7 separate regions of the Mus musculus genome follow, and all the other regions are linked to region 2. A link is a contact called in public HiChIP or PLAC-seq and promoter capture Hi-C data. All regions are on one chromosome and are shown on one strand. Each heading gives the region's core, a stretch centred on a gene start, on an enhancer-like site or on the middle of the called end of the contact. The rest is flanking DNA. Distances are from core to core; before and after follow the strand shown. Region 1 holds the start of Zfp189 (zinc finger protein 189). Region 2 holds the start of Nr4a3 (nuclear receptor subfamily 4, group A, member 3). Region 3 holds the start of Trim14 (tripartite motif-containing 14). Region 4 holds the start of Tbc1d2 (TBC1 domain family, member 2). Region 5 holds the start of Coro2a (coronin, actin binding protein 2A). Region 6 holds the start of Rnf20 (ring finger protein 20). Region 7 holds the start of Gabbr2 (gamma-aminobutyric acid (GABA) B receptor, 2).

What was found. Promoter capture Hi-C pulls out the DNA fragments that hold promoters and counts their contacts. HiChIP or PLAC-seq counts read pairs in DNA pulled down with a chosen protein or histone mark.
Region 1: a promoter capture Hi-C map of embryonic stem cells shows a contact between it and region 2, with 4 times the contacts expected there. The contact joins the promoter of Zfp189 here to the promoter of Nr4a3 in region 2. A contact is called at or near these places in 2 of 39 promoter capture datasets (embryonic stem cells and pre-B cells), 1 of 484 Hi-C or Micro-C datasets (B cells) and 1 of 115 datasets of contacts at active chromatin or transcription factors (astrocytes).
Region 3: a promoter capture Hi-C map of pre-B cells shows a contact between it and region 2, with 5 times the contacts expected there. The contact joins the promoter of Trim14 here to the promoter of Nr4a3 in region 2. A contact is called at or near these places in 2 of 39 promoter capture datasets (embryonic stem cells and pre-B cells), 1 of 484 Hi-C or Micro-C datasets (muscle stem cells), 1 of 115 datasets of contacts at active chromatin or transcription factors (thymic regulatory T cells) and 1 of 9 other capture datasets (liver).
Region 4: an H3K27ac HiChIP or PLAC-seq map of embryonic stem cells shows a contact between it and region 2, with 3 times the contacts expected there. The contact joins the promoter of Tbc1d2 here to the promoter of Nr4a3 in region 2. A contact is called at or near these places in 1 of 39 promoter capture datasets (embryonic stem cells), 1 of 484 Hi-C or Micro-C datasets (embryonic stem cells) and 1 of 115 datasets of contacts at active chromatin or transcription factors (embryonic stem cells).
Region 5: a contact with region 2 is called in an H3K27ac HiChIP or PLAC-seq map of thymic regulatory T cells, with 5 times the contacts expected there. The contact joins the promoter of Coro2a here to the promoter of Nr4a3 in region 2. A contact is called at or near these places in 1 of 39 promoter capture datasets (liver), 1 of 484 Hi-C or Micro-C datasets (embryonic stem cells) and 2 of 115 datasets of contacts at active chromatin or transcription factors (memory CD8 T cells and thymic regulatory T cells).
Region 6: a contact with region 2 is called in a promoter capture Hi-C map of pre-B cells, with 2.6 times the contacts expected there. The contact joins the promoter of Rnf20 here to the promoter of Nr4a3 in region 2. A contact is called at or near these places in 1 of 39 promoter capture datasets (pre-B cells) and 1 of 484 Hi-C or Micro-C datasets (CD4 T cells).
Region 7: a contact with region 2 is called in an H3K27ac HiChIP or PLAC-seq map of embryonic stem cells, with 15 times the contacts expected there. The contact joins the promoter of Gabbr2 here to the promoter of Nr4a3 in region 2. A contact is called at or near these places in 2 of 39 promoter capture datasets (both in embryonic stem cells), 8 of 484 Hi-C or Micro-C datasets (all in embryonic stem cells) and 3 of 115 datasets of contacts at active chromatin or transcription factors (all in embryonic stem cells).

The regions. Positions count from the first base shown.
Region 1 is chr4:49,519,710-49,522,724 of GRCm38.p6, forward strand. Zfp189 (zinc finger protein 189) reads left to right here and starts at 1,467. Exons shown (of 3, transcript NM_145547.3): 1 at 1,467-1,886; 2 at 2,689-2,773. The coding sequence starts at 1,854. It overlaps Mrpl50 (mitochondrial ribosomal protein L50), which reads right to left and starts at 1,374. Exons shown (of 2, transcript NM_178603.4): 1 at 1,253-1,374. The coding sequence starts at 1,344.
Region 2 is chr4:48,043,995-48,047,254 of GRCm38.p6, forward strand. It overlaps Nr4a3 (nuclear receptor subfamily 4, group A, member 3), which reads left to right and starts at 1,311. Exons shown (of 8, transcript NM_015743.3): 1 at 1,311-1,722.
Region 3 is chr4:46,534,392-46,537,463 of GRCm38.p6, forward strand. Trim14 (tripartite motif-containing 14) reads right to left here and starts at 1,750. Exons shown (of 6, transcript NM_029077.4): 1 at 1,489-1,750. The coding sequence starts at 1,689. Coro2a (coronin, actin binding protein 2A) reads right to left here. Exons shown (of 12, transcript NM_001164804.1): 12 at 2,546-3,072. Gm16731 (predicted gene, 16731) reads left to right here and starts at 1,510. Exons shown (of 4, transcript NR_151695.1): 1 at 1,510-1,672; 2 at 2,780-2,932.
Region 4 is chr4:46,648,445-46,651,802 of GRCm38.p6, forward strand. Tbc1d2 (TBC1 domain family, member 2) reads right to left here and starts at 1,755. Exons shown (of 13, transcript NM_198664.3): 1 at 1,225-1,755. The coding sequence starts at 1,590.
Region 5 is chr4:46,600,463-46,603,359 of GRCm38.p6, forward strand. Coro2a (coronin, actin binding protein 2A) reads right to left here and starts at 1,467. Exons shown (of 12, transcript NM_001164804.1): 1 at 1,355-1,467.
Region 6 is chr4:49,630,663-49,633,777 of GRCm38.p6, forward strand. It overlaps Rnf20 (ring finger protein 20), which reads left to right and starts at 1,398. Exons shown (of 21, transcript NM_182999.2): 1 at 1,398-1,549; 2 at 1,703-1,850; 3 at 2,592-2,748. The coding sequence starts at 2,620. Gm45952 (predicted gene, 45952) reads right to left here and starts at 1,290. Exons shown (of 2, transcript NR_168526.1): 1 at 1,193-1,290; 2 at 1-201.
Region 7 is chr4:46,990,428-46,993,550 of GRCm38.p6, forward strand. Gabbr2 (gamma-aminobutyric acid (GABA) B receptor, 2) reads right to left here and starts at 1,287. Exons shown (of 19, transcript NM_001081141.2): 1 at 681-1,287. The coding sequence starts at 998.

The sequences.
Region 1 (3,015 bases), core at 217-2,716, 1.5 Mb after region 2:
AGAGTATCAGCACACATATATTTATACATACACATATGGACATAAATAAAATAAATCCTCAATAAAATCAGTGGTTTCTCTAGAGAAATAATAAATCACCCCCCCCCAAATGATCAAGAAATCTGGTTTGTTTATAACAGCAGGAAAAAAATATTTAGGAAAAAATAACCAAGCAGGTTAAAGATCTATACTCTAAAACTCTAAACCATCCATGAAAGAAACAGAAAACACACATATAAATGAAGAGACAGTCCATGTTCAATGACTGTTCCATGTCTGCACTACTTAAATACTTAACTCAAAAAAATCGAATGGCTTTTCCCAAAGACATAAAGAGCAATCTTAAATTACGAATAGCTGCAGCAATCATGAGCAAGAAAAACATGGAAGAAATTATGCTTCAAGATTTAAAATTCTAACACAGAGCTATGATGATTGACAATAAACAAAACAAACAAACAGAACGCAAAAAGGGATGTAAAAAGGTGGGATTGGCCTGACTGCTGAAATCTCTCCTCTATGTGAATATACATCACTACATCCATTTACACCTTAAAGAACGGTTACCTGAAAAATGAACAGTTTATCACCAACTGCCCCCCTTCTCCTATGAGGACAAAGATTTGGTCTAATTAACCACTTTATCTTTAATATTTATCATATAGTAAACACTAAAATATCTGTTGAGTGAAAAAAAAAAGAAATGAACTTGGGACATCTGACACTAACCAGGGAAAGGTTAGAGTTAATACATGGGGTGAGGATTCAAACTTCTAACTTAATACGTTCGTTGTTCTCTGAGGTCCCAGCGGTTAAATTTTCAGGCCCTAAATATTATCTAAGTAATATACATAGATCCCACAGGATGCAGTGAGGAAAACTGTGGATAAGCAGTTAAGTCACGGGGCTTCTGGATCCACCATGTGCGTGCTTCTCTTCAGTGGGCCTCAGTTCCCTCCCGTGTGGAACTAAAGCGTGGGAAAGAGAGTACTGCTGGGTACACACTTAGAGACACGGAAGGCATTTAGAAACTATTTGTTGTATGCATCAGTGAAATCTGGGAAAGCGCACCGTGTTGCCGTTAGAAGCGGTCCTGCCAATCGCAGAAACGTAAGCTTTTAGCTCGGATCCCTACTCCACGCTAACTCCTGAAGGCTCAGGACCAGGGTCCCATCTTAACCCTCTGAACTCGTCCCCTCCGCTTCTGATTACTTACGTGGAACTTAGACCATTGAGAAACACTCAGATTTACCTGGATCGAGACCAAAATTCTCTACGTGTTGCCAAGGGAAGCTTCCACAGCCAGCCTCTTCTTGCTAACCGAGACACGATCAGCGCCGCCATTCTCGACAAGCAACCCAAGAGCGCCAGACGTGCCCGACTCAGCCAATCAGATGAGAGCTTACTTCAGCGGCCCCTGACGTTGCCCAGACCTATGCATTCCGGGAAATGTAGTTCGCTTGCCATTTACGGAAGAAGGCGGTGGCTCGCTCCCTGGGCATGTTGGGAGTTGTAGTTGGAGCGGTTCCGCGAAGGCTCCGGGTAACGCCTTCTGGTCCGGGGGTGGTCGGTAGTAGTGCAGCTTGACTTTGAGGCGGAGGAATTGGCAACAAGGAGGAGATATTACAGGGAGACCCTAAGGCTAGGCAGCGGGACAGAGGACTGGGTTTGGGGTTGGAGGACAGCCAGACAGAACGTCTGATATGCCCCTAGGAACTTGACCGCTCCGAGACAGAGGCAGGACCACACCAGACCCATCCGGTGAGCCCCTTCTCGCCGAGCCTTATTTCCAACAGCCATCTAGGCCTCATCAGAGCCCCAATGTCGTGTGGCTGCTATTCCTGAACGAGGCGATGGCGTCCCCAAGCCCACCGCTGGAGCCAAAGGTGAGTTGCCCTTTCAAGAGATCTCCGTTATTTCGCCACTCCCAAGACAGCAAGGCCGCGCCATCACCTCTTCCCCTGTCCCCCTCCTGGCCATTTCTACAACTCTTAAGAAAGGACCCCAGTCAACTCCTGTGTACCCCTTGCTGCGGGACATACCCCTTGCTGCAAGGTGCTTTTAGTTCACTTACAAACTCCCCAAGGCCCCTTTTTCTTTTTTCCTTTCTTTCTTTTTTTCTTTTTTTCAAGAGTAACTTGATAAATCGGCTGGGGAAAATTAAGACTGCTCCAAGTTAGATCTCATTTATGAGTTTCTCAGGTGAGGCACTTTTTTCTTTCTTTTCTTCTTTTTTTTTTTTAAATCTCGTCTGTCCTCTGCAGCTAGCACAATGTCTGAACTCAAGGTGAGTGTTTAGAAAACCTAATGGAACTGCGTCGAATTGGGTCCCAAGCTGGTGTGGGTAGAAGCTTGGGGCGAACAGTGAGGCCAGGGAACGTTGGGGTGGTCTTAAGGCTGTTAACTAAAAACAGTCGTGGTATTAGTGTGTAATAACGAAAGCAGAGAAGACCTTCAGTTTGGAAGGCGTGGATCTAGACCAGTCCAGATCCTTTTCAGTGTGAGGTGCCATGAATTGAGCACCTTTTGGAACTCTTACTTACCGTGTTCCTCCTAGTGAATGGGAGCATGGTAAAGTGACAATAACTTCTCCCACTTTCAGTGGAGAGACCACTGGAACTGACTACAGAGAGAAAACAATTCCAGCAGTGGCTGACATTTGAGGCTATGGCTATGTTTCTTACTCAGGAGGAGTGGGGTTATCTGGATCCAGCTCCGAGAAGCCTGTATAAAGATGTCATGATGGACAGCTACGGAAAGCTGGTCTCGCTGGGTAAGAATGCACGCTTTTTCTAACTAAAATATCTAATAAGGTACTAACACTTAAACCCAGAATGCGTCAAGCAGTGTAACTGACACCAGCACTATTTTGTCCCAACCTTCTGATTCGGATCTTTCTACAACTCTGGTCTCCCTCGCTTCCTTGTTAGCAAAGGCTGGCTTTGGCAGCTTCAGAATCTCATTCCCAGACGGCTCTGTTGGCTCTGTACTTTCCTTCCCGGTTCATCTTCCCAC
Region 2 (3,260 bases), core at 61-2,560:
TGTTTTGTTTTGTTTTGTTTTTGTTATTTGTTTTGTTTTGTTCTCAGCAAGAAAGTGACACCCTAAATTTTTTTCCAGGAAAAAATCGCTGTCCCTTATACAGTCGCCCAGACTTTCTACATACTTGGAAGACAAATGTACCTCCCCCCCCCCGCCCCCCGCCCCAGGAGACCATAGTTAAGATCCCCTAGAGACAACCTAATGAATCCTGTTGACTGATTTTGAATATTTCATTTGAGAGGTGGAAGGGGAGGCATCTACAACCCTCAAATGCGAGTTGAGTTCCATGTCTGACCCGGTGCTGGGGAGTAGAGGAACAGTCAGACTCACTCAGCTGTTCAACACGTGTGGTGTGTTTGTTTTATATATAGTTTCTCGTGCAGCGCGCGCGTGGCTGGATGTGCACTTCTTTGGATTATAAAGCGTCCAGTCAAGAACCTCACACCATAAGTAAAAAGAAATAAAATCTTGTCCCTGGAACTGTCTGCATCCTAGGGTGAAACACTAACAGCATGACAGGAGGAAGAGGCAAATTAGCCTAGGCGCAGAGGGCCAGAGGGACGTAAACAGCCTTAGAACCATTGCATGAGGGAAGCACAGCTGCACCTCTGGGAGTCTTCGGCCTGGTGCCAGACTCCTTCAGCTGCGACTGCCAGGTCACTCGGAGAAGCTGGCTGGCGTAGCCTTCCCTTTCGGAAGAGCTGTCCTCTCTCTTACCCCCTGGACCTGGCTAGATGCCTCGGGGCAGCCTCGGAGGCGAGCCAGCAGCACTCCTCCAACTCTGCTCCACCCGGAGCCTGACAGCTGGGCGGTCCCGCCTGACCCGCGGGCGGGCTGCGGCACCCTCTGGTAGACCGGCGCCCTGGCAAGCGGCTCCCGTGCAGAGGGGTTGGCCGCGCGAATCTGAGAAGCCTCAGGGCTGGGGTCCGCAGCTCCCCGTGGTTTCCATTGTGCGGCCGTGAGAATGGCCGGAGGACGCGCGCACGCGCGCGCGCACACACACACACACACACACACACACACACACACACACCCTCGCACACGCGGAACCGGCTGGGCCAGGGGAGGGAGGAGGAGGGTGACGTAGCGTCCCATGTCGTCACATTGACGTCTCGCATTCCAGGCACTCTATGGAGAGGCTGCTAGGGCTCCTGTGGCATAAATGACGTGCCGAGAGAGCGAGCGAACGCGCAGCCGGGAGAGCCGAGTCTCCTGCCTCCCGCCCCCCACCCCTCCAGCGCCTGCTCCTCCTCCGCTCCCCATACACAGACACGCTCACACCCGCTCCTTCACTTGCACACACAGACAGACACACGCGCGCTCACACGCTCCGCACACACACTCCACTCTCTCCCGCGCGCTCACACCCCTCTCACCCGGCTCCCTCGCCAGTGTCGCGCCGCGCCGCGCCGCAGCCGGACGCCCCTCCAGGGCTCACTTTGCAACGCTGACAGAGCCCGCAGTGTCCGTGGAGGTGGGAAACGTGGCGACATCCTACCCCCTGGTCGCAGCCGGAGACTGGATGCCTGCGGAACCTCTCGGCGGCGCTCTCCCATGAGTTGGGATCGCAGCATCCCCCGCCAGCCGCTCACCGCCTCTGGGAGCCGCTGGGTTTGTGCACCGCAGCCCTTCCGGGACAGCAGCTGTGACTCTCCCCCAATCCAGATTTCGGGGTCGCTCTCTAGAAACTCGCTCTAAAGACGGAACCGCCACAGCACCCAAGTACGTACGATATGCCCAGTTAATGTGGGGACTTGCTTAAAAGTTGGCGCGCTGGGAAGTGTCGCTCCTGAAATTGACAACTTTTAATATGGGGTGGCCCCCTCCCGCCGCCTCCCCTTTCAGGTTTTCTCGCCCAGCTACCGGTGGGTTCCAAGCTGAAACTTTTCCCTTGTAGCTGGCCCTCAGGGACTCTGAAGCTTGTGAGATTCCTCTCCCCACCCAAAGAGGCTAAAAGCCTCTAACAAAGAGGAGGACCTGGATTTGTGCTGTAGCTGCTCCAGCGTCGTAATTCAGGGTATTTCGGCTCTAGTTGTCATGGTAATGATGCTCTCGGCGGCGGCGGCGGCGGCGGCAGCGGCTGCCGCTGAGGCAGAGTTGGAGCCCCGGTGATGAACGGCAGTAATTTTCCTGCCTTTTAAGTGGAATTGGAAATAGGGACTCTGGTGGGTCCGAGTTAATGTGTCTAATGGTGAAACGGAGCTGGTTGTCTGGGAGAAAGCTTAGGAGGGCCAGTGCCTGGGCAGCAGCGGCCGGAGTTTGCAGAGGCTCTGGAGGAGCTCAGCAAAGAGGGTGTAATTGTAGGAATGCGGCTTATTGTATTGAAATGAGCCCCGGGCTCCACTAGGCACGTCTGCCTGGCGTCGCCGACTTGCTGGTTTACACTTTTCCCCATGGAGGTAATCGGGTGTAATTGCCGACTCTCGCGCCCCGACACGCGTGGGGACCAGGTCCCTCTTCTCCAGGCCTTGGCTGGTGTGGGAAAGGCTTGTGTTACTTTTCAATGAGCTTTCGGAGAAGTTGCTCCGAGTGTTTTCTTCTTAGTAGAAAGGAAAGTTCTCGATGGTGAAAAGGGGAGCCGAGCAGCGGAGCGCAGCCGGCGGAGACTGGCTTTCAAAGGCACCTCTCGAACCTGTTGGAGGCTTCCGGCAGTCATGCGGGAGCTCATGAGCATTGGTCCCTTGATTTCCAAGAACGTTCTTGGAGCTGGCCTTTTGTTTATGTGCCCGGCTTCTCCCGAGGGAAGAGCCGCGGGGACTGTGGTCAATAGTGCTCTGGAGCTGCTTATCCTAGGGCCTGGGAGGGCTGGGAGAGAGGTTACAGGGTTCGGTTCGGCCATTCCTCCGCTGTTCCAATTCTGGAGCTCCTTTGCCAACAATCGGGAAATGTTTCTTATAGAACCAAGTTGGAGAAAGAAAAGCTGCCCAACGCGCATACTGAACACAATGAATGAAATTACTTTATTGGAGTTGTTTTAACCCAGCAAGATACACATAACGCCAAAGACTGCCGGGGGTGGGGGTGGCACCACTCCCTCCCTCCACAGGCACCCCCCACCCACCCCCAAATCCCGGACCCAGCACTCGCTCACAGAAATTCTCTCCCCCCCCCCGGGGTTTGCCTAAGCTCCCTCGGTCTTTCTGAGAATCTCTGTCTTTCCCTTTCTGCCGGTCTCTCCTCCACCTCTCTTGCCCCCGCCCAACCTCCGCCCCCGCTCCCCGATTGGAAACTCCGCGGAGGAGCCCAGGTCACAATGGTGT
Region 3 (3,072 bases), core at 500-2,999, 1.5 Mb before region 2:
TATTTACCCTTCAAAGCGCTTCCTTGACGGTTACTCCTGTGCTCAAACTCCGCCCGCCCAGACCTGCGCTGCACGCTCGCCCTCGCGGCTTCCCACCTGCACGCGCACAGCCTCCTCCTCGGCCAGGCCCACCGGGTGGCGGCGGTACGCACCCAGAACCCGGCAGAGCGCCCACACGGAGCGGCCACAGCGGCGACAGAAGAGCTCATGTCCACCCAATGGCACTTCCCTGGGGAAGTGCTTGCGTGGCTTCCTGCCCCAAGTTCTATTTTCTGGCTCTCACTGGCCACCACCCTGGGCTCCCTAGTATGATATGTAGTACATTGCAGTGCTACTATCCTACCCCTGACCAACCAGGCAACTAACTCATCCAGATGCGGCGAGGATCTGATTTCTGACTTGGCTCACGGTACAAGCCATGGCGCTGAGTGCTGAGTATGTGCTTGATGAAGGAATGGCTCTGTGGATAGACAGAGGAAGGGTGCCTAGGTTGACGCATAGCCTTGGGTCTCCGAGTAGCAGCATTTGAGGATCCTTATTAGCAGTCATTTCACAGTTGCTGAAGGATGGTTCTGGAAGCAGGGGCAGGACTCCACTAGTCAGACTGTCCTCCCTCAGGCCCAATTCAGATTGGAGTTGTAGTCTTGTCAAGGGTGGTTAAGTCAGGAGAGAGCAGAAAGGAAGGTGCTTTGGGCAGAATTACAAAGACTTCTTGGAGATAAACATAAAATCAGCCCCGGGGGTTCAGAAGGTTCTGGCTAGCTTGCCTTCCTCAAATGCAGAGAGGAGAATAGATTCTGCAGAGCCAGGGCAGCCGGCTGGGGGTCCTGCTTTCTCGTTATCTATAGAAGATAAGGCTGTGATTAACAAGCCTCTTCCGTGGGTGGGGTGGGAGAGGGGACAGTGGTGTATTTGCATAGGGGGAGGAGCCGGATTCAAGGCAGGAAGAGGGACCTTATTGACTTAGCAAAACAACATAGGCCATCAGGTCCCAGTTCAGAATGGCCTTTTATGAACTCCAGGGTCCAGAGACATTTCCAGGCTTCATGGAACACACGCATACATACAGTTTTCTTTTTCTACAATCTGGTCTTTTGAGATAGTCTCTCTACATATCACAGGTTGGCTGTAAACTCCCAATTTTCCAACTTCATCCTCCCCTGTGCTCTGTTAGGCGAACGTCCCTCCCGCGTCCTTGACTCTGGTTGGGGAGTTGCCCTAGCAGAAGCGGTAAAGAACGTGTGAGTACTAACCAGCTTGAGCCTCCTGTACCCCAAGCCAATCTTGGGAAGCTTCGCTGGTGGTTTGAGCAACTTTTGCACTTCCATAGGGTTCTGCCTCCCGATCCTACTGTCTACTATCTAGAGGACCTCAGGGTCCCCCTTTAGTTTCCCTGTCCTAACGGGATTTGACCCTCCTTTGACGGTTACTCTTGTGCTCAATCTCCGCCCGCCCAGACCTGCGGTGCACGCCCTCGCGGCTTCCCACCTGCACACGCACAGCCTCCTCCTCGGCCAGGCCCACCGGGTGGCCGCGGTGCGCACCCAGAACCGGGCAGAGCGCGCACACACAGCGGCCGCAGCGGCGACAGAAGAGCTCAGCCGGGCGTTCGCTGTGCTCCGGACAGCGCCAGCCATACGCCCCGTCGGGCTGAAAGGGCGCCCGCGCCTCGGTAGTCTCGCTCGCCATTCTCAGTGGCAACCGCTGTTCTCTGTGCAGTGTGGTCGGGTTGGGTTGGTGCAGAAATCGAAACCTTGCTCGGGGAGGGGCGGGGCGGGGCGGGGCGGGCGACCCAGCTCCCAGTGGCAAACTGGAGGGGCGATGACCTGCTGGAGAGTTGATGCTTGGTCCCACCTAGTGCTGGATCCGCGGCACAGCATCCTTCCACTCTTTCTCACCTTGAGGAGGAGGAGGTCACTATAGATAGGAACGCGGGTGCTTGCACTGATGGGCTCACTGGAAGGTTGGCTTCCCGCTTGTTGATGATGTTGGGCTTCTGGCAAACTGCGGAGGTGCGTAGTAGGTGGTGTGGCCTGCCCAGAGGGCCTACATTTTCTACACCTCATTTTGTTCTTTTCCTGTAGTGCTTCCTCCCTATGGTCAGCCATGTGGGGGCAGGTGGGGGTGAAGTTGGAACATACTTCCAAGAAGCCCCAATTATCTTCAGGCTAAAACTTCAAAGCCCCAGGCCCTGAAGATGTTCTGATTTCTCTTGCCTTGATGGGTGAATGACCCACCCTGTTTCTAGCCGGGGCATTTTGCAGTTCTTGCTTAAGGTATAGCTGCTGCTCACTGTCCCCCAATCACATGGAGGTGTGGCTTATCTCCTTCTTCAGGAAGCGTCCATTCTCCACCCACAGCCGCCTGACCACCCTGCCCCATCCTGCCCCTCACGAATTCTCTCAAACACAAGTGGAAGCACTTCAAGGGTATTCGGACCTTACTGACCAGTTTGCCAACCTGGTCCGGTATCATCTGGTCCAGACACCTAGTGCTAAATTGGTACTTGTAGAACGAATTAACAAAAAGGAAATCGCCAAGCATTGCAATATCGAGTCTGGTGTTATTATTTATTATTATTTTGGTTGAGGCAGAGTCTTAGACTCCTTTGCCCAAGCTGGTCTGGAATTTTCAATCTTCCTGCCTCAGCCTTCCATGAACTGGGATTACAGGCAGGAATTACCACCCACAGTAGATTGTCATATTCTTACATTGCACGATTCTGTGTCTATTTTAACTTTTATTTCTTAATTATTTTTTTATTTACTTTTTTACAAAGGTACAAGGAATTTAAGAAACATTCAAACAATCACTCAAACGGCTTCAGGCACGGTTTCATATGAAAAGCATAGGTCCGTATCTTGATTCCCGTTTCCCTCTGGGATACAACCTCAAGTTTTGTTCTAGGAAGCAGAATTATTGTAGAGCTAAGGTGGGTACAAGCTCATCTCCAAGCGTTCTCCCTCATTCACACAAAGTTCCTGAGTCATCAGAAAGAAAGCTCCCAAGGCAAGAAGGAAGGAGCCGAGGGCGGCTTTGCTGCTTGGGTGGTCACTGTGTCAGGGGGCAGTG
Region 4 (3,358 bases), core at 505-3,004, 1.4 Mb before region 2:
ATGTATGCCAGGCTCCTGTTGCTTGCCTGTGACTCGTACTTACACTATGTTTCCCACCTGTCTGCCTATGCTCTCTCAGCATCATCGTCTCTCTCCCATCACCACTTGTTTAAAGTGACGATGTCTTTCTGAAAAGCTCCCCTCCTCATTTGGAGGAGCCGATCCCTCTGTCACCACACTGTTACTGTCCAAACTCTTCGCAGAGTCTCCATGAGGCACTTACCCATGCCTGCCAGTTTCCCCATCACACCTCGAGCTGTTTGAGAATGCGGTGCAGAGTTGAGCAAGTCTGACTTGATCCACACCCCAAAGCCTAGCACAGAGCCAGGCATATGTATGGACTAACCAAAAAAATAAAAATAAATAAATAAATCATGTGCTGAGGGACCCTGACCAACAGCACTTGTCTTGTGGAAGGAACACAAGACCTAAGCCCACATGACCTCTAAAATGTCCTTTCTTGTTTAAAAATTGGATTCCAGCCTAGCCAACTGGCCACACTGCCAGGAAAGGAGAACTACACCTCCCGGCATCCTAGTATCTGAACAGCTGCAGGTTGAGGACATAGGGAGACAGAGACCAGGCAGTGGAAAGAAAGACCTTCATCCTTGCACTCCTCTGCCTAGAGAACTAACCTAAGCCCACATCCATCTTCCCAGACAGGTAACAGGACACTTCCCCTTAACATGATAGATAGGTTCTGACCTGTGGCTCCATCACTCCGTGTGTGCATACGTGTTTATTCAAAAGGCATTTACTAAGAACTCACTAGTTCAGGCATGCCTGGATGAACAATCTAGGCCCATCAGTGAACTTACATATTTTCCTTCCTAATCCCTACCCATGTCTGCATTCCCTCCCGTTGGCCAAAACACCAAGATATGAATCAGATCCTGGCCTCAGCGAGTGCAACCACAGTACCCTGACTGCTTCAATACCAGGTTTGATAACAGCACTGGAAGATTCCAAAAAGTGAGCCACAGCATTGTAAATGCCTGGGCTGGGCCATTCCCTTTTGTCTATGAATCAGTTTCTTAATGCATAAAAGGAGTCCCTCACCCTTGCCTGTGGGAAGGCAATAAGGAAATGGTGTGAAAGCTAAGTGGGACAGCTCCAGGCTCTGGGGCACTGACTGGATGGTGATCACCGTCCGGGTTAATTTGCGGTGGCCATGCATTGGCCCTGAAAACTAGCTCGAGCTGTAAAGTGCGGAGTTCCACTTACCTTGAGGGTAATAACCCGGCTGGGAGTCTTGATTTCAAAAGTGCCCTCCTCCTCAGCGTCCGCCTTACAGTCAAAGACCGCACTGGAGAGATCGATGCTGTCCAAGGGGTTTGCATCCTGCGCGGTGCGCGAATAATACAGGTGGCACTTCCTCTCATCGTAGAAGAACCAGCGGCATTTCCAGCCCTTGATGGGTCCTTTGCCGCCAAACTTACTTAAATACCCACAGAGTTTCTTAGGGACCGTGTCTAGAGGCCGGGCGCAGCCCTCCGAATCCCCGGGAGATACCACCTCGGGCTCCCTGGCCAAGCCCGGAGGCTGTGTGGACTCCGAGGAAGAGGGAGTGCGCTCGGGGGCGTCCTCCATCGCTGCTGGCCCGCTGCACAGGCCTGCGGCACTGGAATGCGGGAGGTCCGACGGGCACCTGGGAACCGGCGATACCTGGCTGGGGCGGAGCCGGTCCGGTCCAGCCCCTAGAAGAAGGCGGAGAGCACCCCTGCCGGCGCCGGAGAGAGCGCCTTAGACACTTGACAGCAAACTCAGCGCAGGACGGCAGGCCACGCCCCTGTCACGCGAGGACCGCCCCGGGTCCCGCCCACCAAGCCAACTTCCGGCTTTTCCTCCGCGCTGTCGGCCATGTTGCTTCGTTCGCCCGCGGCGCGTGCGGGCGCCTCTGTTTAAAAACAAGGCTTTTTCTTTCTCCGAGGCGCTTTAAGCGTGGGGAGGGATGCAGGAAGCCAGGCCAAGCTACGTGGCCGTGGGGTTCGCGTGGAGGCGCTGGAGCATGGCGTCCTCTCCAGCCGCCACTCTACGGGTGCCGCGCGAGTCACCGCGGGACGGCGCATCGCGCAGCCATTGGCCGAGCGCTCCGTTTCCGATCCTGAACCTAAAAGTTTGGAAGTTTTCCCAGTCACCTCCCGCGATCGCTCTGGTCGGACACCACCTCCTCCACCACCCCTGCCTCGGCTCGCATTTCACCTTACAGCCCCAGTCGCCTTACCTCGGGCGCCTTGTTGCACTGGCGGGAACGCGGAGCACCGCGAGGACAGAGCAGAGCTTTAAATAGCAGGGCTAGGATCCAACTGATTCCCTCAACCTCCTGCCTCAGTTTACCAAAGCGCCCCGAGGCGTGTTTCGCCACTAGATCGATACACCTTGTTCTGGTTCACCTCTCTTCTGGAGTCTCATCTTTCTTGCCGGTTACTTTGCCCGTCACCTCAACTCCCTTGTGCGATCCGTTTACAGGCAAGGGTTTTTTAGTGGAAGTATGGCAGTAGCGACCCTCTCTGAGTACCTGTATATTTTTAAGATTCTCTATCGTTGAGCGACTTTGCTAAGGTTTTCTCACATAAGGATGGGCAGGGCTCACACCTACCCTTCCCTCCACAACAAGAGAATTTATGGTGAAACTAAGGAGCCCTCCTAGACTTGGAGAGGCCACTGGGCGTTGGATTTTGTAGATGGGGAAGGTTACAAATCAGTATTGTCTACTAAATACCAGGCGCTCGCGCGGGGGCGGGGGGGTCTTTTTTATTGGAAACAGATTATTTTCTCATCCCAAATCAACATTGGCCATCGTACCTCTGTTGATAATTTTGCATTTTTAAGAAATCCTTCAGTACTTCCTTGATCCACACCTGTCTATCCTCAGAACTGTTTTTGATAGTATGCCCGAAGCTCCAAATACAGAAGGTAGAAAAGGGTGAGTCTTCATTAAATGTTGGCTGCAACTGAAAGTCAATAAACGACTTAAAAGCTGTAAGCCACCAAGAGGACAATAGGGTGTTTAGCAGAATTCACACCACTGAAAACTGGAAAATGCTACAATTAAATTATTGTTTAAGACAGGATCTCATACAGCACAGGCTGGGCTCAAGCTTGCTGTGTAGCCAAATATGACTTTGAATTTTGAACAGTCCTGCCATTGGCAGCAGAGCCAGACACAGCAGCTGTGAGTTCTCGCAAACCTTTAGGGACCACAACCCACATGAAACTGAATCCTCACCTGTATTGCAGAGACGAGCTTGCGGATGAACCAGTAAGAAGCAGATCGGAGTGTTTTAAAAAGGTGCCCAGGAGACCCTAGAGTATGAGTGTGGACTTCTCACAGTCTTACTTTAGGGACTTAGCTCTA
Region 5 (2,897 bases), core at 217-2,716, 1.4 Mb before region 2:
CTCCAGGTTGGGGCCACAGGGCAAGGTCCCCTGCCACACTGCTTTGGCCCTGGCAACGCACAGCACCCTATGATGCCCACCCAGCCCTCTGCCTGTACACTTAGATGACGTAGGGCTCACTACCGGCGCTGGCCTGGGGAAAGGGAAGGGTCTCCTCTTTTAGCCTTAAGAAAGTCCTTGGGTGAGGGAGAGGGAGACAGGCGATCAGGAGGTGCTGAGCCTGTTCCTTAGTGGGGACAGATGTCAGGAAATGAGGCAGAAGTGTCCAGAGATGGGCTTAAGCCTTTCTCTCCCTCCACATCCCTCAAGAGATGTCTGGAGGCGAGGGACGTGTAAGGACACATTCCTGTGCTGAGGCACAGGTGGTTATGAACAAGTCCCTGGAGCATTCGCAGAAGAGCAGGCTCTGAGACAGAAGGGCCACATGCTAGCTAAGGGACACTATCAGGATTGCAGCCACAGTGGGACCAGATTCCCCAGTTTCGCTAGTGAGAGTCCCCATCTCGAGAAGAATGCAACATAAGACCTTCATCAAAAGGCATCTTATAGAACTTCCCAGCCCTACACCAGAGGTCTTTAAAGATCCTGGAGTCACTGCACCCCTAGATACATGCTCAGTCCCCCAACCCCCGGAGACACTGTTTTCCTGGCAAGTGGACTGAGGACCGAGTGTGGTAGTACCAACCCTGTCCCACCAGGCTGGTACGCAGAACTGGGCTCCGGCAGCTGGCCAGGGCGCGGACCAGGACGTCCTTCTCCATTGCCCGAATGCAGGTGGGTGTTTGCTCGGCTCGGGTCCAGGCAGGTCTGAGGCTGAGATCTGGCCATTGCCAGCGCGGGGCTCCTCCTCCAGCTCCAGGCGATGAGCCTGGTCTGGGTAGCAGACTGCTCGCCCCACCCGCGCGCCCAGGTCGCCTCGGCAGGGACTCAGGGATGCTTCCTCCTCCACCGTTTCCCGGGACTGGAAGCTGAGGCCCCCGCGGGTAACCCAGCCAGGACAGGAACAATCACGACTCGGGTCCACGGGGCACCTGGGCCACACCGGGGCCTGTCGAGACTGGCTGCCGCGCCCAGGGCGGGCCGCTCACCGCCGCAAGAGGCGCGGGCGGTAAGGACTGGCCCCTAACCTCTGGAGCGCGAACCTGGGGGTCGCTGCTCCTAGTCACCCACTGAGGGAGCGGCCGCACCAGTATCCCGATGGGGAAACTGAGGACTGGAGCGGGGCAGAGCTTTGTGTGAGATCGTGCGGGGGTCTGGAGGATAGGTCTCCGCGACGCCGGGGACAGCATCCCTCCCGCCACAGAGCCGCAGCCCGGGCGCAGCGAGCGTCCCGCCCGGCCCGGTCCCACCCTACCTTGTTGGCTGCCGCGCAGGTGGCGGCGGCGGCGGCTCCGGCTCCCGCTCCGCGCTTCGCGCCGCCCGCCGAGTCCCCGCGCCCAGTGCCGCCGCCTCCCCGCGCAGCCCGGCGGGCGGGACCGGGCCGGGCGGGGTCGGGGCGGGGCGGGACGGAGAGGCCCCGCCTGTGCGCCGCCCGTCGCCCGCAGCTCGGTTCCCGTCCCGCGTGCACACACTCTCGCCTCCGACACGCTCTCGCCGCAGGCTTTGGGTGGGACTCGGGTCCCGAACCTCAGTTTCCCCTTGCTGAGATGGAGACTGTCATCGCGCCTGCCTCCCAGATGGCTCGAAGCTGGATCCCGCAGCGAGCGCCGGGACCGCAGCTCTGCAGGCGGCGGGAGAACTGGAGAGCGGAGGGCGGCTGCGCATCCGGGAGATCCTTCCCACTGCTGCCATTAGGGGGCGCTGCGTCCAAGCCGCTCCCTCTTTCAGCCGGGTGCTCACTGAATATGGAAGATAGGACGTCATATCTTTCATAATAACCACGCCACACCACCTGTCTTGGAAAGTGTTCTTCGTGTCTTGTAGTGATGTGTTTGGTGGGGGGCGGGGGGGAGGAGGGAGACTAGCACTGTACCTGGCACAAAGTAGGTATTGTATATATTGTTAACTAAGAACACAATTTATTACATTTGATCTACCAACGCCTTCAATGTAGTCATAATACTCCCATTTCATAGACAAGAAGTTGAGACTTTAGCTGAGTTCTTGGTAGGCTCTATAACAAATTTAATGTGTGTGTGTGTATGATTTGTGATGGTGGGATTGAACATTAGGACCGTGCATATGCTTGCCAGGCAAGTATTCTACCTTTGAGCTACACTGTGAGACCTCTCCTCTTTTTCTGAAACAAGAGTTCACTAAATTGCTTAGGTTGGCTTTGAACTAGCCATCTTCCTCCCTCAGCCTCTAGGAGCTGGGATTGTAGGACTACACCACCACACTCAGCTCTGGTGAGTCCTTGATCACTTTAGAACAGCAGTCGCTAAAGCCTTCCTCTAGTTCCTGCTGAACCACAGGGCCCTGGGCCGGTTTTCTTCCTAGAGCTGTGGGTTTCCCACGTCTGAATTCCCCCTGCATCCCGCTTGGAGCTGCACTGGCAGAAGCACACAGCGCACAACCGCAGCAGTTGGACCTTTGCCCTCAAGGGTCCATGGTAATCTAAAACATTTTTGTCACTTTTTAACGAGTGTGTGTGTGTGTGTGTGTGTGTGTGTGTGTGTGTGCAAACTTTCAGAAGTTAGTTCTTTCCTTTCATCTTATTTCTGCAATGCTACATATTCCTGGCTGACTGTCCCTGAGCTATCGGGCAATATATCAGATGCCTCCCATCTCCAAGTAGGAGGGCTGCATTCAGCTTTTTACATGGTTCCTGGGGACAGGTCTCAGGCTGCCTGGCTCCTGAGACAGCACTATCACCCTCTTAGGCATTTTACCAGCCCATTTATTAATTTTTTTAAGGAGGGTCCCACATAGCCCAGGTCGGTCTTAGACTGTCTATG
Region 6 (3,115 bases), core at 148-2,647, 1.6 Mb after region 2:
TTGAATGATGTAGTTTATTTCTAACGTAAAAAAAATATCAACGCTCAATAAATTTTAAACATCCTGGTACTGGCCTGGCAAGATGGTTTAGTGGGTAAAGGTGCTTGTCACCCCGAGTTCAGCCCTTGAGACCCGAGCCTTCGAAGTACGACCTAGCTCCAAAAGTTGTCCTCTGAGCTTTACATGTGGGCACTCGAACACCTATGCACACATTAAAAAAAAATCATATTAAGACGGGTACTGAGATTACAGACTAATTGACTTGTTCTTAATTAACACCCTCCTCCCCCCCCCCGACCCCCCCCCCCCCATCCCCAGTGTCTCTGGTCAGTATCTTATCCTCTCCAAACACTAAAGCAGTAGTTTCCAAACCTGTGATGAGAATCCATAGGGGGAAGATGGGATGGGATGAAGGTGGCTTTATTTTTTTTTTTATTTTTTATTTTTGGTTTTTGAGACAGGGTTTCTCTGCGTAGCTCTGGCTGTCCTGGAACTCACTCTGTAGACTATGCTGGCCTTGAACTCAGAAATCTGCCTGCCTCTGCCTCCCAAGTGCTGGGATTAAAGGCATGCGCCACCACCGCCCGGCGAAGGTGACTTTTTAACCCTACAAGAGACTAAAGTTCTCCAGCTGAGTGTCATTTGCAGGTAGTGCTAAATAGAGACCCCGCTTATTTATTTTGGCCTTCCCAGACAGGAGTTTCTCTGTGTAGTATTTATTTATTTTGAGGCAGGGTTTCTATGCATAGTATGTATGTATTTATGTGCTTATTTATTTTGGTTTTTCAAGACATGGTTTCTCTGTGTAGCTCCGGCTGTACGAGAACTCGCTTTGTAGACCAGGCTAGCCTTGAACTCAGAGGAATCAGCCCGCTTCTACCTCCTGAGTGCTGGGATTAAAGGCGAGTGCTACCATCGCCGTGCTGGAATCCCCTTTAAGGAAACTACACAGAACTAGAAATCGGTCAAATTCCTTGAGTTTTACGCAGGCTATTTCATCTCTTTAAAGAGTGCTCCACCCACACCTCAGGTAAGGGCGCTTGCCCTTTGGGAGATGGACAGGACCATCAACCAATTAGCAGCTTGGATGAGATAGGACCGCCCCCCCAACACAAAACATAAACAAAACGCTTTCCGTCAGTAATAATAATGGACCTTAAAAAAAAGAAAACAAAAAACAAAAAAACCGTACACAATGCTTCGCGTTGAAGAGACCGGTCACTTTGGGACTGGAGTCTGAAACAGTCCCCGCCCATCCCAACACAGAGGCGGCAGCGCACACGCAGAACTGACTGCGCCCCCTCCTCACGCGTCACTTCCGCCTGGCGGTCTCCCACACGTCACTTCCGCCCTCTCCTCGCCGTGCCTCGGGTAAAGTTGAAGCAACTTCCTTTTCCTTTTCCCTACTTCCTCTCCGTGCCTCCGCCTCCGTGGAGCTCAGTCCCTCTCGCAGCGGATCCCAAGTGAATCCCTTGGAGTCCCTCTCGGGCCTTCGTGAAGAAGCGCTGGGAGCCGCGCGCTCCCTGCGGCGGGAGTTGCCAGAGCCCAGGTTTGCTCTGTCGTCTGCTGCTCCCGGGCCGTGAGCGGCGAGGACTCTCGGGTCCCATCTTCCCGGCCTGTAGTTAGCCACGCCGGAGCCAGCGGCCAGCGCTCTCCAGTCAAGCTGCGCTCTCTCCTCAGCTCCCGTCTCCTCTCTTTGCAGGCGAGGTCCAACCCAGATTGCTGCTTGCCATTGACGCCTCGTCCCGGAGTTTGGATCGGAAGCCGGCTGGATGTAGACCCCTGATGGCCGCGGTGCTCGCCATCTAGCATCCATTCCACCTCCTTGTGAGTTTCGGAACCAGAGTCAGGTAGGAAATACTGAAAGAGCATCCCGTCTGAACAGATAAAGAAACGGGGATTGTTGGCAGGTTCGGTCTCTAAAGGCAGCCCGGCTCCCCAAAGGAAGCGCTGGGGTGCTCACCTACGTCTGACATCTGGAGAACTAACTGCTCAGGGAGCGTTTACAAGGCTCTGCAAAGAGAACGCTTGCATTTCTGGGTGCTTAGTGTTCATCTGACATTATGCTAAGTTGTTTCTATAACTATGCCATCCATTTGTTGCAGTAAGTCTAGCAACATGTTGTTGTCCTTCGTTTAGGAAACCGAGATTCAGAGATAACTGACTTGTATAGGATTAATGACTTAGCTAATGTTTCCCACGTCTCTTGCCCCAAGTCTCCTAATACTTTAACCTTAACCTCTGTCATAAATAAACTCTCCTTCTTTTAGTTTTTTGTTTTTGGCATCTCAGGAAGTGAGAATCCTGAAATTTATTCATAGCTTCTCTATTATTTGAGTAGAATTTTATTTGTTATTAGCATCTTGTGTAGAAATTTATAATCCTGTCAATCCCATTCCTCAACAGTTCCCCTCCCCCTTCTCTCTTGATTTAGGGTTGATGGGTTTTGTCGTAGAATTATTTGATTTAGGTTAAAGAGTTGGCCTGAAAAAAATTACTAGTTTTTATATACAGGTACTTTATATTGTGGCATGTCTGCTTATCTTGATTCAGTTCATGTTTTCTATTTTTGTTTCTGTTTTTTCATTCAGAAAAATATAACTGTCATCTTATACCAAGATGTCAGGAATTGGAAATAAAAGAGCAGCTGGAGAGCCGGGCACATCTATGCCTCCAGAGAAGAAGACAGCTGTTGAAGATTCAGGGACCACCGTGGAAACAATTAAGTTAGGAGGTGTCTCTTCAACGGTACGAGAAAACGAGGCTGCAAAAGTGTGCTTGGCTTCTGTCAGTTGTTCCTGAAAGTAGAAATTTATGGAAGCTTCTTGAATTAAGAGATAAGCATTAGCAAAGAAGAGGGAAATAGATGAATTGATGTGGTGGTCAGTTCTTGAAGTGAGGTGTATTAATTTATGTTTGATCTGTATTTGCAAGCTGTGGTGTTTATTTTATTTTATTTTATTGAGAGTCTGACTACAGTAGTCTTTGCTATAGTTAATTGGCACTTTTCCCTTACTGAAAAATAGGTGCCGTGTTCTGAGAGGCACCCTAGCAAAGCCTTTGAGAGTGCTAGTGCTGAATGAGAGTCAGATCAGTGCCCGGGGTGTGTGTGTGT
Region 7 (3,123 bases), core at 37-2,536, 1.1 Mb before region 2:
AGCAGCTGCTGAACAAAAGTGGAAGCGCGATCGGACACCACCACACGTCCCGGGCTAGACCTGTCAAGCCACTCTATGAGCAACTAACCCAAGGCGGGGAGAGGGGGAAGGGGAGTCTCCCAAAACTGCTCCAGCTACTGCCAGCGCTGGACAGATCCAGGCAGCAGCGCTGCAGAACCCTCCGGGCTCCGAGGCTGACCGTGGCGCGCGCGAGCCCTGAGCTGCAGAAGTGCACCACAGGATCGGTCCTGCCCGAAGCTTGGCCCCCGAGGGTCCTGGAGCCCTCTAGCCCTAAAAGGGCGGCTTGGAATTTTTAGGGTCTGGGAATAGGCCCCATAGCCTGTCCAGCTGTGGCTGGCCCAGTTTGTAATCAGTGTGCGTGTTCCTCTTACTTGGCACCTGACAACCCTAGGAGCAGCACCGGACAGGGGCAACCGGCGCAGGCCTCTGGGAGTCCAACCTCTCACATCTCTAACTCCTCCTCTGGTCAAAGGAGACCCCCATTCCACACCCACACAGAGGTGGAAGGTGCTCACAGATCAGGGTCCCACCTGCTCCAGCCAAGCCCAGTGAGACCCTGATGGACCCAGTACGCGGTCAGCCAGCGAGGAGGAGACAATCACGGCTCTGTCCCTCCTCGACGCCCCCAGCCTCGACGGCATGGGTCACTGGACACTTACCTCGGTGTCGTAGAGTCGCAGGTCCAGGAAGTAGGGGCGCAGGAGTGACTCGTTGCGGATCTGCTCGATGGCTAGCTCCACGGCGGGGAGCACGCCGCGCCCGATGCTGCCCTTGGCCACCTCCTTGGTGAGCGGCATGAGGCCCATGATGGAGAGCGGCGGGCTGCTGGGCGGCGGCCGGGGGGCGCCCCGCGCCCAGCCCCAGGCCCCGGGAGCCAACGACAGCAGCAACGACAGCAGCAGGGGCAGCAGCAGGCGCGCGGGCGGCGGCGGTGGCGGCGGCGGCCGGGGCTGCCCGGAGCTCGGCGGGGAAGCCATGCCGCGCCGCGGGCTGCGGGCGCCAGCTCACTCGGCCCGCATGGCCTGGCCCGGCCCGCCGCCCGGCGCCGAGCTCTGCCCGCGGCTCCCGCGCAATGGCGCCGGCACGGGCCCCGGCTCGGCTCCGGCTTCTGCTCGCTCAGAACGGCCGCGGCGGCGGCGGCGGCGCCCGTGACGGATCAATCACGCCGGGAAGGGGTGGGAGCCAGCGGAGTGCGGGAGGCGGGGAGCCAACGAGCGAGCGAGCGAGCGAGCGCCGAGGGGGCCGAGTCTCCGCGCGCCTCTCTCCAGCGCGGCCGCCCCGCACCCGGCCGCCTCCTCCCGCCTCCGTGCGCGATCGCAGCTCTTTCCTGCTCGGAGCCGCGGGACGTCGGACCCTGGAGCCCGGCCAGGGGAGGGAGGGCGGCAGGAGGCTCGGGAGGCGAAGGCAAGGCTGCTGAGCGGCGGCTCGGGCCGCCTCCGGGGACAGGGACGGGCCGTGCGCGCCGGGGGAGGGGGAGGCGCCGGCGCTGCGGCTGCCGCGGGGAGGGCCGTGCTCCCGGCACACGCACACTCGCGCCCCGGGCGCTGCGCCGCGCCGGCTGCTGCGGCCGGCTGACCCCGCCGCCGGGGACTGAGCTCCAGAGCCCCACGTTCGGGGGAATCGAAGCTGCTATGCGCGGGGGACGCGGGCGCCTCGCCTTGCGCTTCCTGTAGCACCTGCAAGGTGGTTGGGTACTGCTTCTCCCAGGTCTGGGCGGGCGAGTCGAGGAAACGAACGTTCTACAAAGGTGTCCTAGGGGCACCAGCAGCCTGCGCTCTCCTGTGCCAGCTACCAGGGAACCTGGGACCCTTGATCCAGTCTGGAGTCCTTTGCCAAGCCCAGGTCAGGGCTGGGATAGGAGACCTATGAGTACTACCGCCTCCTCCAGGCGTTTGACCTCCCGGTGTCCCCAGTCCCAGAGGGCCCCGCCTTAAAATTCTCCCCTGGGTGGGAACCCTGTCTTCAGTCCCAAGAAGCACAGCCTGGACTTGGCTCATTCTGTCTCCCAGGTGGTATAAACACACTGGATAACCCCAGGCAAAGTAGTCCTGGACAAGATGAACCTGAGTAACCCCTCTGTGCCTCCCTGTGAATCATGGCACTTGTGAGCACTAACCTACAACATCCCAAAGCCTGACTAGTACAAGGATACATTACATTACATTATAAAACAGCCCATCCAAGCATTGTGGACCAAAAGCACGACCTTGTAACAAGGGTGGGAATTTAACCTTCACTAACTGCTTGCTACCTGACATATCTGATGTATCCTCAAAACAGCCGTATACGCTTAGTACAGTGGGTCTATCATTCCCGTTTTACAGAAGAATACACTGATCGATAATATACAGCTAATACAGGGGAAGCAGAATGCACAGCCACAAAGGACTCTTATGCACCCCTGATATTGGAAAGCCCTTCCAAAAGGAGGACATGGAGGCCACGGTGCTCTCAGTAGCTCTAGATCCCGTTCCTCCACACAGTTTGTAATGGGTCATCTAAATGGAGTCTGCATATTTGGAGCTGGGCAGGAAACCCGGAGGAAACCTGGAAGATAGAGCCCAGGCTGAATTGAGGACGGCAGTACCTTGGACAGCTCCAGAGACCCTGAGGCCAAATCAGCCAGGGCGCCTGCCCGCATAGCCACTTTCTAGGCGGCTATAATTCCTCCCCTCTCGGCTGAAGGTTTTGTACAAGAGCACAGCTCATCCAAGCACCCCCATCTTCCAGCCAAAAAAATAGTCTAGAGGTAATAGTCACCCCAGACATTCTAGAAGATGTCTCACTGACAGGAGGAGACCCATCTCCCTGCCCACCAGCTTGGCTCCAGGCCAGACTCTGACCTCATGCCTCACTTTGCTTGTCTGGGCATTCTGGCTCCCAGTTTCTGCCCTGATCTTGAGTTCCACTGTGGGTAACTGGAACCTTGGTGTTTTTCCTAGTTCTGAGTCCCTGCCTGCCTCAATCACTAGCCAGGAATCCCTGCTCTTGTATAGGTGGAGCTGGGCTGCTTTCAGCTACTAGCCATTCCACTTAGCTATATTCTACTTAGGAGACTCTCCTCCATGTTTGCCAGGAAGGTAAGGAACTGAAGAAAGCAAC